2 separate regions of the Rattus norvegicus genome follow, and region 2 is linked to region 1. A link is a contact called in public Hi-C data. All regions are on one chromosome and are shown on one strand. Each heading gives the region's core, a stretch centred on a gene start, on an enhancer-like site or on the middle of the called end of the contact. The rest is flanking DNA. Distances are from core to core; before and after follow the strand shown. Region 1 holds the start of Myo1e (myosin IE). Region 2 overlaps Myo1e (myosin IE).

Region 1 (5,123 bases), core at 1,292-3,791:
GAGAGACAGAGAGAGAGACAGAGAGAGAGGAGAGACAGAGACATAGAGGCTAGCCATGGATAGGTGGCTTAGGTATGTGTCATTATTTTGGGCCCAAAACCTAATGTTCCTTGTGTTGCCTGTAAGCTCAGCTTTCCTCTTTGGGGATCTCTGTTCCTGAGTTCTTAAAATGCCTTATACATCTTTGAAGGTGGCACGCCTCAGTGACATAAAGAGCCACGTCTGGGCACAAGGTCACGCCTGCTGTGTCAAAGGTTTGGCTGTCATCTATCTCTCTCTCTCTCTCTCTCTCTCTCTCTCTCTCTCTCTCTCTCTCTCTTCTGATTATATTTTTTTGTTTTCGTCTTAATGGGGTCTCACTCTTATCCGGGCTGGCTAGACCTCCTGGACTGAAGCAATCCTCCTGCCTCAGCCTCCAGAATTACAAATAGACAAAGGAATGTGAGCAACCATTTCTGGGAGTCAAATCGCAGGCCCCTGCAAGAACAACCAGCGGTCTTAACCACTGAGCCACCCCTCCAGGCCTCTGTCTTTATTGTTTTTGAGATTAGGGTTTTTTATTGACCTAGAAATCAAGGAGTAGGCTGAGCTGCCTGGCCAGTGAACCCTAAGTTTTTCTGCCTATATCTGTCCCCCCAACATCCCATGACACCTCAGTTGTTTTTTCCACATTGGTTTTAGGGATCTAACTCGGGTCCTCACACTGGCAAAGCAGGTAGGTCCTCCAGGTCCAGGTGAGTCACCCTCAGCCTAGCGCCTGGAAGTGAGTATTCTCCCAGCAGACTTCAGATGCAGATGTAGAACTGTCAGCTCCTCCTGCACCATGCCTGCCTGGATGCTGCCATGCTCCCACCTTAGGACTGAACCTCTGAACCTGTAAGCCAGCCCCAGTTAATGTTGTTCTTTATAAGACTTGGTTTGGTCATGGTGTCTGCTCACAGCAGTAAAACCCTAACTAAGATATTGCCCAAACGGGAAATGGTTACAAAAATTCAAACATGACTTCCTTTCAAATTGTTGTGAGATGGCTCTGTGATTAAAGGCACTCGCTGCCAAACCTAACCGCCTGAGTTCAACCCCTGGGACCAACATGGTGGAGGGAAAACAAGCTCCCACAAGTTGTCCTCCGAAGTGCACATATGCTCCCCCCCCTTTTAAAAAAAATTGATGTAATTCACATACCATAAGATTCTTACTTGGAAACTTACAATTCAGTGGTTTGGGGTCTAGTCAGTTTTACCACCACCATCAGTACCTAGGGGATATCCTTGGACCACCCCCCAAGACAAAGCCCCTTTGTTCCATCCGCTGTCAGGCCACACTCCACACCCCCAAGCAGCCAAGATCTACTACTCCCTCTAAGCAGTGTTCCCTACCCACCGCTAGAACACATGGAATGGCACCTGGTGAACTTGAACCTTGACCTCTTTCACATAATAGTTTTCCTGGGTCCTTCCATCTCTGTTGCAGGGTGTATCAGCATTCACTCCTTTTCCTGGTTTGGCCATAGTCCTCGGTAGGTGTGCACCACATTAAAACAAAGTGCAAAACTCTAACTAGCCAAGATTTTTTTTTTTTATTTTATTTTACTATAGATTCACGTGAAGGGGGACGACCGAATCTCAAGATATTCTGTGCTCTGGAACTTTTCTTACTGAACTTTTCTTCCTCAGACACTGGGAGCGCAGCCCCGTGGTGGCCCTGCGAGTTTGCTTCCCTTCACTAGGAGTCAGACTCCCTCATCGTGTTTAGGAATCTGTGTTCCCCTCCCTCCTAGGCTACCTGGTTTCCTGAAACCGGACACCGCAGAGGACCAAGCTCTCTCTCTCTCTCTCTCTCTCTCTCTCTCTCTCTCTCTCTCTCCCTCCCTCCCTCCCTCCCTCCCCCCTCCCTCTCAATCTCCTCCGTTCCCAAGGAAATGAATTCAGGTATAAAGGACCGGTGGAGGAAATGTTTTCGACTTTCTTCACAATCCAGAGAGAGAGAGAGAGAGAGAGAGAGAGAGAGAGAGAGAGAGAGAAAGAAAGAAAGAAGGAAAGAAAGAAAGGAAGGAAGGAAGGAAGGAAGGAAGGATTTCCTTTGGGCTGCGACTTTGTGATCTTTTATAAATACTTTTTGAAATACTTATTTTAAAAAAGAAGAATCTAGGAAAATCATGCGACTTGTGCGTAGGAGCTAAATCGATGCTAAGTTTCTCCTTAATGAGAAGAGACACGAGAGCGGTTTCCCACTCACCCCAAGTGTTTTCATCCTTTCGGTTTGGGGGTGGCTCCTTGGGGACCGATGGGACAGCAGCGTGCTCTGCAGGGTAGCGAGGCCGCAGGACTACAAGATCCAGAGGCCTTTGGAAACTCTTGTAGTTTCACGCTTGTTGGCTACCTCGGCTTCTCTGAGGAGTGACGCTGCGAAAACAAACTCTGATTGGTCAGGCCTGTGCTGAATTCTCCATTTATGGACAGATTGCCCGGCCCGAGCCCAGCCTGAGCCAGAGAAGAGTTTGGATTAAGTGTTAAGGGAAAGGAGGTCCAGGCAAGGCAGCTGGACAGGCAGTCCTGCAGAGCGCATCAGGGTGCATCTCTAGACAGTTGGGGATCGCCAGGTCGGAGTGTGCACCGGGTCTGCTAAGTTTTGCCTTCACCCAGAGTCTTGGATCCCGCCTGGATGGAGTCCCTTCTGGGTTTCCATTGGCTCCTGTGAGTGCTTGGGTGTCTGGAGATTGTTTTTTGGCGAAGGGGAACAACTTTTGAAGTTCGCCCAGGAGACCGCGTTCCAACCCTAGTGCCTAGGCAGCCGGACCCGGCGGGGGCGCGACCGCGGCGGGAGTCACCATGGTGAGTTGGCTGCGCCGCGTCCCAGGACGCCTGACCCTGGGAGAGGGCAGGAAGCTCCAGAGCGGGCACCTACCTTGGGCAAGCTGCCCAGGCCAGGGGGTGGAGAAGGTGGACGCGGGAGTATGCACTTCTGGAGCTCTGATTTCCTGCCGTTTGCAGTTAAACCGGTCTTAGCCGGGAAGAGGGACCAAGGGTGGCAAGGAAAACTCTCTGAAGTGACTTTCTGCGCCGGCAAAGTTTTGGTGGCAGTGTTGTTGTGGCTGCCAGCTGTCTGAAGCCAGAGAGTGTGTATGTCCGTTTTCACCCGCATAGTCGTGGGACTGGAGACTCTGTTCTCCTCCAGCGAAGGTGAGGGGCACGCCTGTGTCCCTCGGGTCCTCTCCCCTGGGCAGGCACCGGCGTGAGCTCCCTGGCAGGCTGATCCCGCAGCTGCCCTCCTGGCATCGGGGAGGACCCGGGCAGCCCCGCCTGCGCTGGTGATGGGCCGAGCGCTGCACAAAGGCAGGCAGGGGCTCCAGGTACCGCGGAGCACCTGGCGGTGGCCCGGGCTGCGGGGACCCTGTGACGACAGCGCGCAGGGGCAGTCACGCTGGCGGGGAGCCCAGGCCCGTAGGGTCCCTGTGTGGGGTAAACACCTCCTGCGGAGGGCTCCACCCGGTCCCCAGCTCGAGAGGACCGCCACCCTGGTCTACATGCCACAACTCTCCGAGAACGTTCCCGGTTTTGTTCCTTTCCGCTTGGCACTTGGGGGAGTGTATGGCATGGACTGCCTCTCTCTAACTCATTTGAGACTTTTGCCACTACCCAGAGGAGTCCCCAGCCTAACTACCCTCCTCTCACAGTTCCAATAACCTTAGCCACATCCCCTGGACTTTGCCGTGGTGTGGCTTTCCTACCAAAGGACGAAAACAAAGATTGAATTTTGAAGAGATAGCCAGTCCACCCGGACCAAAAGAAAAGAAAAACTTTTTAAAAACTTAAAAAAAAAAGTTTTAAAAATTCTAGAAGGCTTCAAAGTTTCCACACTTGCTTCTTGGTGGAGGAACTTGTCCTCTTGACTTTCTCGTTGTTTACTGGCGGTGAGGGGGAAGCTTACTAAAAAAGATGCCTAGCATAGCGCTGGCTTGAGAAATCCCCAGATCCCCAGCGCCAAGCATCCACCCCGCAGGCCGGGTTGAACCCACATTGAGCTTACAAACAGTCCTTACCCTCGCGCTGTTTATTCAAAAGAATGATTTTAAAACAAACGAAACCTTTAAAAGGCATCCTGGCCCCAAGCTTTTACTTTCCTCATAGTTCAAAATTATCTCACCTTTGCCCCCGAGAGCAAATACTTCATTTATAAATAAGCTTCCTCCGCCAGTTTCGAGGTTTCAGAAGTCAGTCCACTCTCAGAGCATGCCCTGAGCTGCATTGGGTGGAGTTTCTCCGGTCTCTGACCGCTTGAATCTGAACCGTGTGAGTCCTGGTGCCTAAGAATTGCTTTCCATGGTTCAATATTTCCTTAAAAAAAAAAATCAATGTGTTTATGGTCAAGGACTTAAAGAATTTTACTATCTTTAACTGCTTAAGTGATACCTTGAGAAAAATCCTTTGTAAACTCACTTTTTTGGCTGTGTAGATCCAAAATTGGCCTGTGGTGTTTTTTCCAGAGACGTGGGAAAACACGCTCAATTTAGCTCCTTGCTTTTGGGGTAGCTGAGTTGGTCCATCAGAGGTGGAGGAGGTGTGTCTTATGAGTCCCTTTCTCAGTTGATTTATCAGGGTAGACAGGGTGTAGTCACCTCCTCCTGGGTTCCCTGCCAACAGCACAGATGGGCATGTTGTGGGCCACTAGGAGGCTATCTGGGAATCAGATATGGTTGCCTGGGCCACAATTTACTGCCCAGAAAAGTTGAAACAGCTGGCCATCCTGAAATAGATGCACAGTGGACAGAAAGAACTCTGGTATCTAGAGTCATTTGGACAAAATTAAAGGAAAATTGTTTCTGCCATGACTTGTAAGTTTGAGTGTGCTTATCAGCTGTGTGAAGTCGCCTTTGAACAGGTACCCACATCTCAGGTAGTCCCGTGAGAATGCTCAGTGTTTCTGTAAGAAGTCTCTTGAGCTGAATGGAACTTCTGTGTTATGCATCTGTCTGGGCCTGCCCAGTTGAATCCCTCAGCTGTTTAAGGACAGGAAGGGATGGGCCACTACCCTCGGTAGGTGTGGCCAAGAATTAGCACAGAGCACTGGCCCTTGGCCAGGCCTGAGGAAGAACCCTGCACTGTGAACTCCCTGCGTGCTTGCGT
Region 2 (5,418 bases), core at 1,446-3,945, 180 kb after region 1:
CCACCCAACATGGATGACAGCCCACCAAAGCTGGGAAATTTGGGGTACACTGTGCAGCCCACAGGCAGCTCAACAGGTTGAGTGTCCTTTCCAAGTGACTCTGATCTAAAGCCCTCCCAGGCAGCTGGTCTGACCTCAGAGCTTTCTTCGTAGCTTTTGTCCTCAGAGAGCCTTCTTTGCCACTCATATGCACACATCCACATACTCACGCATGCACACTCGCACACAAATAAATACATTTCCAAAAGTATTTAAAAAACATCCCATCCTCATGTCCTCTGAGATGTGAGTGCTTAGCATAACGGCCTCAAGCGCTAAGGAGCACCTTAGAATTCAGGCCCAGGGTGTCTGATCATTGCTAAGTAGGATTGTCAGATGCACAAGTCAAGCCTGAGGGAGAGCTATAACTTAATCTCCAGTACCTTACATTTTAGTTTGCTTTCTATCCTGAGATAAAATACTCTGACCACAGCAACTTGGGGAGGAAAGTGTTTGGCTTACACTTCCAGGTCACAATCCATCACTGAGGCTTACAGTCAACCATGGAAGACTTACGCTTATGTATTGGCGCTCCAGCTCACTCAGCTAGTTTTCTTATACAATATAGGCCTAGGCTCTGCCTAGGGATGGTGCCACCCAAAGTGGGCTAGGCTCTTCCACATCAATTATTAATCAAGACTGTTTCTCACAGAGATGACCACAGGATAATTTGATCAACGCAAGTCTTCAACTGAGGTTCCCTCTTCTTAGATGGCTTTAGGTTACTTCAAATTAACAATGAAAACCTATCAGGACGCTTGAAGCTTGCCACTTACCTTCCCTGAGCTTTGGCTTCTTTGTGTAGACCGATGTGATACCGTCATGTGAAGGCATGCTAGGAGAAGGTGTGATACACTTTATATGCTTAGCATGGTACTTGTATATAGAAGACAACTCAGTCAGCAGTTGCTTGACCAGGATGATGATGATGATGATGATGATGATGATGATGATGATGATGATGATGATGGTAGTGGTGGTGGTGGTGATGCTGATGGTGATGATAAAGATATGGTGATGATGGTGGTAGTGATAATGTTGATGACAGTGAAAATGACCATGAGATTATACTTGACCTAGTGACATTATGTTTTTTATTTTTTTTTTGTTTTGTTTTGTGTGCATTTGCTTGTATTGAGAAGGGTAGCATATCACATAATGGTGCACATGCAGAGGTCAGAAGACAACTTTCTGGAGTCATTCCTCTCCTTTCACAACATGGGTTCCAGGAATCTTAAGATCCCCAGATTTGTCAGCGATCCGCCTTTACCCACTGAGCTATCTCACTGGCCCCACCTAGTGACTTTAAGATATCTTCCAACTGATCTTTGAGTTGTGGAGCTAGAAGCTCTGTGTGCTGAATCCAGCCGAGGACCTGCTTCAGGCTACTTCTTCCCTCCTCCTGTTCCTCATATCCATTTCCAGTTTTCCCTCTCTCTGTTGTCTCATGAACACTGGAGAAATCTTAAAGGAGAACCAGGAGAAGAGTCTGCAAAATAGACTTATGCTGAGAGAAAGAACAGGGCTCCCCATGGGTGCCTCCTGGGCACCTCCATGGCAGTGCATGCCTTTGCGTGTGTGTGTGTGTGTGTGTGTGTGTGTGTGTGTGTGTGTGTGTGTGTGTGCATGCCTCTGTGTGCGTGTGTGTGTGCATGCACGAGCATGTGTCACATACACGTGTGTGGATTTTAGATGTCATTTTTCTTACTGTCTTACTCTTTGTGGTCTCTCACTAAGCCTAGAGCTTACTAACTGGCTAAACAGCCTGGCAATCAGCCTTAGAAATCCTCCTCTCCCCACCACCCCAGTTCTGGGATCGCAGGCACTGGCTGCCATATCTGGCTTCTGCTGTGGGTACTGGTTATCTGAACCGAGGTCCTCCCGTGGCAAGGCAAGTTCCAAGTAAGTTGTCTTCCTGGTTACATCTCTACCAAGTCCCCAGGCAATACTGATGACAGTCCTCCAAGGAAGGACCACATGGTGACCTTCAGAAGTTGTCTAAAGGACAACTTAGGTTTGATGATAAGGTTCAGGAAAGGTGGGTGGGGAGGCACTTTTGAGGTAGTAGGCTTTTCACTGAAGGACCCAGGTGCTATTCATATATGTGAGCATCCCTGAAATAGTCACAAGATTATTCCTGGGCCCCACGTCTTGTGTTCCAGAGCAGACAGGGGGATGATAAGCAATCACCACTTCACGTCTCCTCGCCCTGTCTGCTGGCTCTCTGTTTGCTCTGGTTTTGGCAAGCAACACCACCCTTTCAGCCTGCCTTGCAAGTTGCAGACTTGCATATGGGCCAGGTGGGAGCATCTGTCAGCCAAAAGTAGGCAGTGTAGAAATGCTGGGTCTTGGGTCTTCACCAAGACTGCTCCCTTCCAGCCCCATTGAGGTCTTATCACACCCTTCCCTGCCTTCAGTTCCTGATCCCCTGTATGTACACTGCTGTCTTGGAGACCGGCCAGGAGGAAGAACTGTACAATAGGCAATGTGACTGTCCTGTCTGTATATGTCTAACTCTGACATTAGCAGTTCAGTAGCTACAAGAATTCAAGCCAGTCTCCTCATTCTACACTTAGGCCTGCTTTGTAGACACAGTGTCCTTAACAAAATAGGAACTTAGCTGAGCATGACGGCTCCACCTATAATCCCAACATTCAGGAGACTGAGGCAGAAGGATTACTATAAGTTTGAGACCCAGGCTAACGTCAGCTAAAGTCTGAGACCATGTGTCTAAAGAAAGAAAAACACAAGGGGGACGGACCTGAGGAGATGGTTTAAATGGTTAAGAACACTGGCTGCTCTCACAGAGGACCTGAGTTCAGTTCCCAGACCCACATAGTAGCTCAGAACCCACTTTACTCTGGTTCTAAGGGGTTCAGACACCCTTTTTTGGCTTCTTGGGGTGCTGCATGCAGGTGCACATACAAGAAAAACCACACGTTTACATAAAATAAAAAAATATTTTTCTAAAAAAGCAAACAAGGGGATAAGGGCATAGGAAACTAGCATTTGCTTTCTACAGTACAGATTTGGAAACTCAGCTTTTAATGTGGCAGAGAACTTGGTGCCATTTTAGGAGCCTGTGGTTACCTAAATTTAACAGTTTCTCTTTGCCAAAAGACAAACTATGTGGAAGCTCAAAGAGAACCCCAAATCCGTACTTTCTCCATAAACATGAGGATCCCTATTGAGATCGAAGTGCCAAAGGCTCACCTTGAATTTACCACCCGAGACCCAGACCCCCACAGCCTCCTGTGGGTCTTCACGTCCTGGCTTTGTCTTGCCTTCCTCTCTCTCACCTCTCCACATTCTTCCTTACAGACACATTTCACACAGCCATTATTTCTGTTGGCCCTCATGCCATGGCTGATATCAAATGGCCTCATTAGCACCTCACGTTTGTTCAAAGTTCACTACATTGATTATCATTCCAACAAAGTCTATTTGTCTGTCTATCTGTCTGTCTTCTCTCCTCCCTTCCTTCCTTCCTCCTTTTTTTTTTTCTTTTTTCTATAATGTTGGGGATAGAGCCCAGACCTTGCACGTGCTAAGCAAATGCTTTAGCACTGAGCTACACCCCCAGCTTCCTCAGCCTCAGTGGCATTCCTGCACGTCATTGGGTTTGCCGCCATTGTCCTCAGCACACCATCCTTCTCCAGATGACACTGCACCATACAGAGGGAGCCGTGGGCTTACAGCCCCTTCGAGGTGCACTCGCAGTAAAGCTCCGCCCTAATTTTTTTTTTCCAGTCATGGTAGGGCACATCTTTAATCCCAGCACTCAGAAGGCAGAGGCAGATAGTCTCTGTGAGATTCAGGCCAGTCTGGTCTATGGGGTGAGTTCCAGGCCTTCCAGGGCTACATAGTGAGACACCCCCACCCCTGATTCGTAGCAGCTCTTGATCTGGCCACAGGGTATGCTGGTTAGTTCCCCTCAGGGCACTGCAATGTGATATACCTATAGTCCGTGATGAAAGAATTGAAGCCAAGACTGCAAATGTCGGTTGCCATTTTTAATCCTGTGTTCTGTTTCATGAAAGGGTGGCTGTGGGACCTTTCAAGATGCTCCAGGGGTGAAGCTAACTAGAAGTAGGGAAACAGAAAAAACAGGAGCAGGTACTGGGTGACAAGACTTCCGGCCACGCAGCAAAGGAGAAATAGTTGGGAAGCGTTAAGTGCTGCCTGGGTATCTCCAGTCAGGAAGGACTCTTCTAATGGAGTCATATTTTCAAAAGGCTTAAAATTTCCAGCAAATGTCCAATAGCAATATTCTCAACCCACAGTCTACCGGAGCAGCTGGAACCTGGCCCAGGCCAACCCCAGGTCTTCGGAATTCCTGGCACCCGCTCCCATATTTCCAGTAATGTCTATGGTTTCAGCCTTTGGAGCAGAACATGATTTTAAAAGCCAATACAATAAGACTCCATCCTTTTCCTTCTTAGAAATTCAAGACCCAAATTTCACATCTGCAGAACAAAAGCCGTGATGTTCAAACGCTTACTCCCCAGCGCTCCCTGGCCCACCAGCCTTGGCAGTGGTGGGAAGGGCTTAGAAAGTTCACAGAACGTGGTGTATCAGAGTAGGAAGGACTGGGCATGAGGCTGGTTCATCCATTGGCTCCCTTTGCTTTTACTCATCAGACATCTCCTGCCCCATGCTTAGTGACAGCTCATGCCTGTCACTTACTTAACTTGTGTTCTTTGGCGTCTTCACACGTATAATGGGGAGAATAAGATGCCAATAACTGAAGTTAGCAAGATGACTCCGCGGGTAAGGGTATTTGTTACCTGTTTTGATCCCTAAGGACCTTCATGGTAAGAAAGAACAGGTTCTCCCTCCCAAAAGGCATCCCTTACCACCACATAAGAGCCCCGATAATCATTCCACACACATCAGCAAATTAACTGATGAATTAAACTTTAAAAATGGGTAAACCGGGAGTGGTGGCACACACCTTTAATCCCAGCACTTGGGAGGCAGAGGCAGGCAGATCTCTGTGAGTTCGAGGCCAGGACAGCCACACTGAGGAACCCTGTCTTGAAAAACAAAAAGCAACGAAATGAAAGGCTAATAAAAGAAAGGCCTACCTTTCTGAGTTTTCTTAAAGGTGACAGCCTGAATGGACAACAAAGCACAATGCAGTCTGATTTGGAGGAGCTGGTTTTTTTGAGGTTCTAGGATTCGAGCCTAGAATCTCATACATTCTAAGCAAATTCTCTAGCACATAACTGTATACTTAGCTGGAAAATTCTTTTGCATTTGTTCCTAGGGAGCTAGGCAGGGGAAACACTCCCCAGAACACATGAGGACTAGCTGTGCCATTCATGGTGCAGAGCAGAGGCAGGATACACTGGTGCAGGGATGTTGCAGCTGTCACTA

What was found. A called contact is a pair of places that touch in the nucleus more often than the background predicts.
Region 2: a Hi-C map of frontal cortex shows a contact between it and region 1, with 2.6 times the contacts expected there. The contact joins the enhancer-like site here to the promoter of Myo1e in region 1. A contact is called at or near these places in 3 of 12 Hi-C or Micro-C datasets (Schwann cells, frontal cortex and mammary epithelial cells).

What each region holds. Positions count from the first base shown.
Region 1 is chr8:79,766,287-79,771,409 of GRCr8, forward strand. It overlaps Myo1e (myosin IE), which reads left to right and starts at 2,542. Exons shown (of 28, transcript NM_173101.2): 1 at 2,542-2,831. The coding sequence starts at 2,829. It also overlaps the pseudogene Rpl37a-ps11.
Region 2 is chr8:79,945,751-79,951,168 of GRCr8, forward strand. All of the region lies in intron 26 of Myo1e (myosin IE), which reads left to right. Among named protein-coding and RNA genes, the nearest start is that of Ccnb2, 33 kb to the right of the region's middle. Within about 2 kb of position 2,696, at least 1 of the 93 cell types and tissues checked has an H3K27ac peak or open chromatin away from gene starts, as enhancers often do.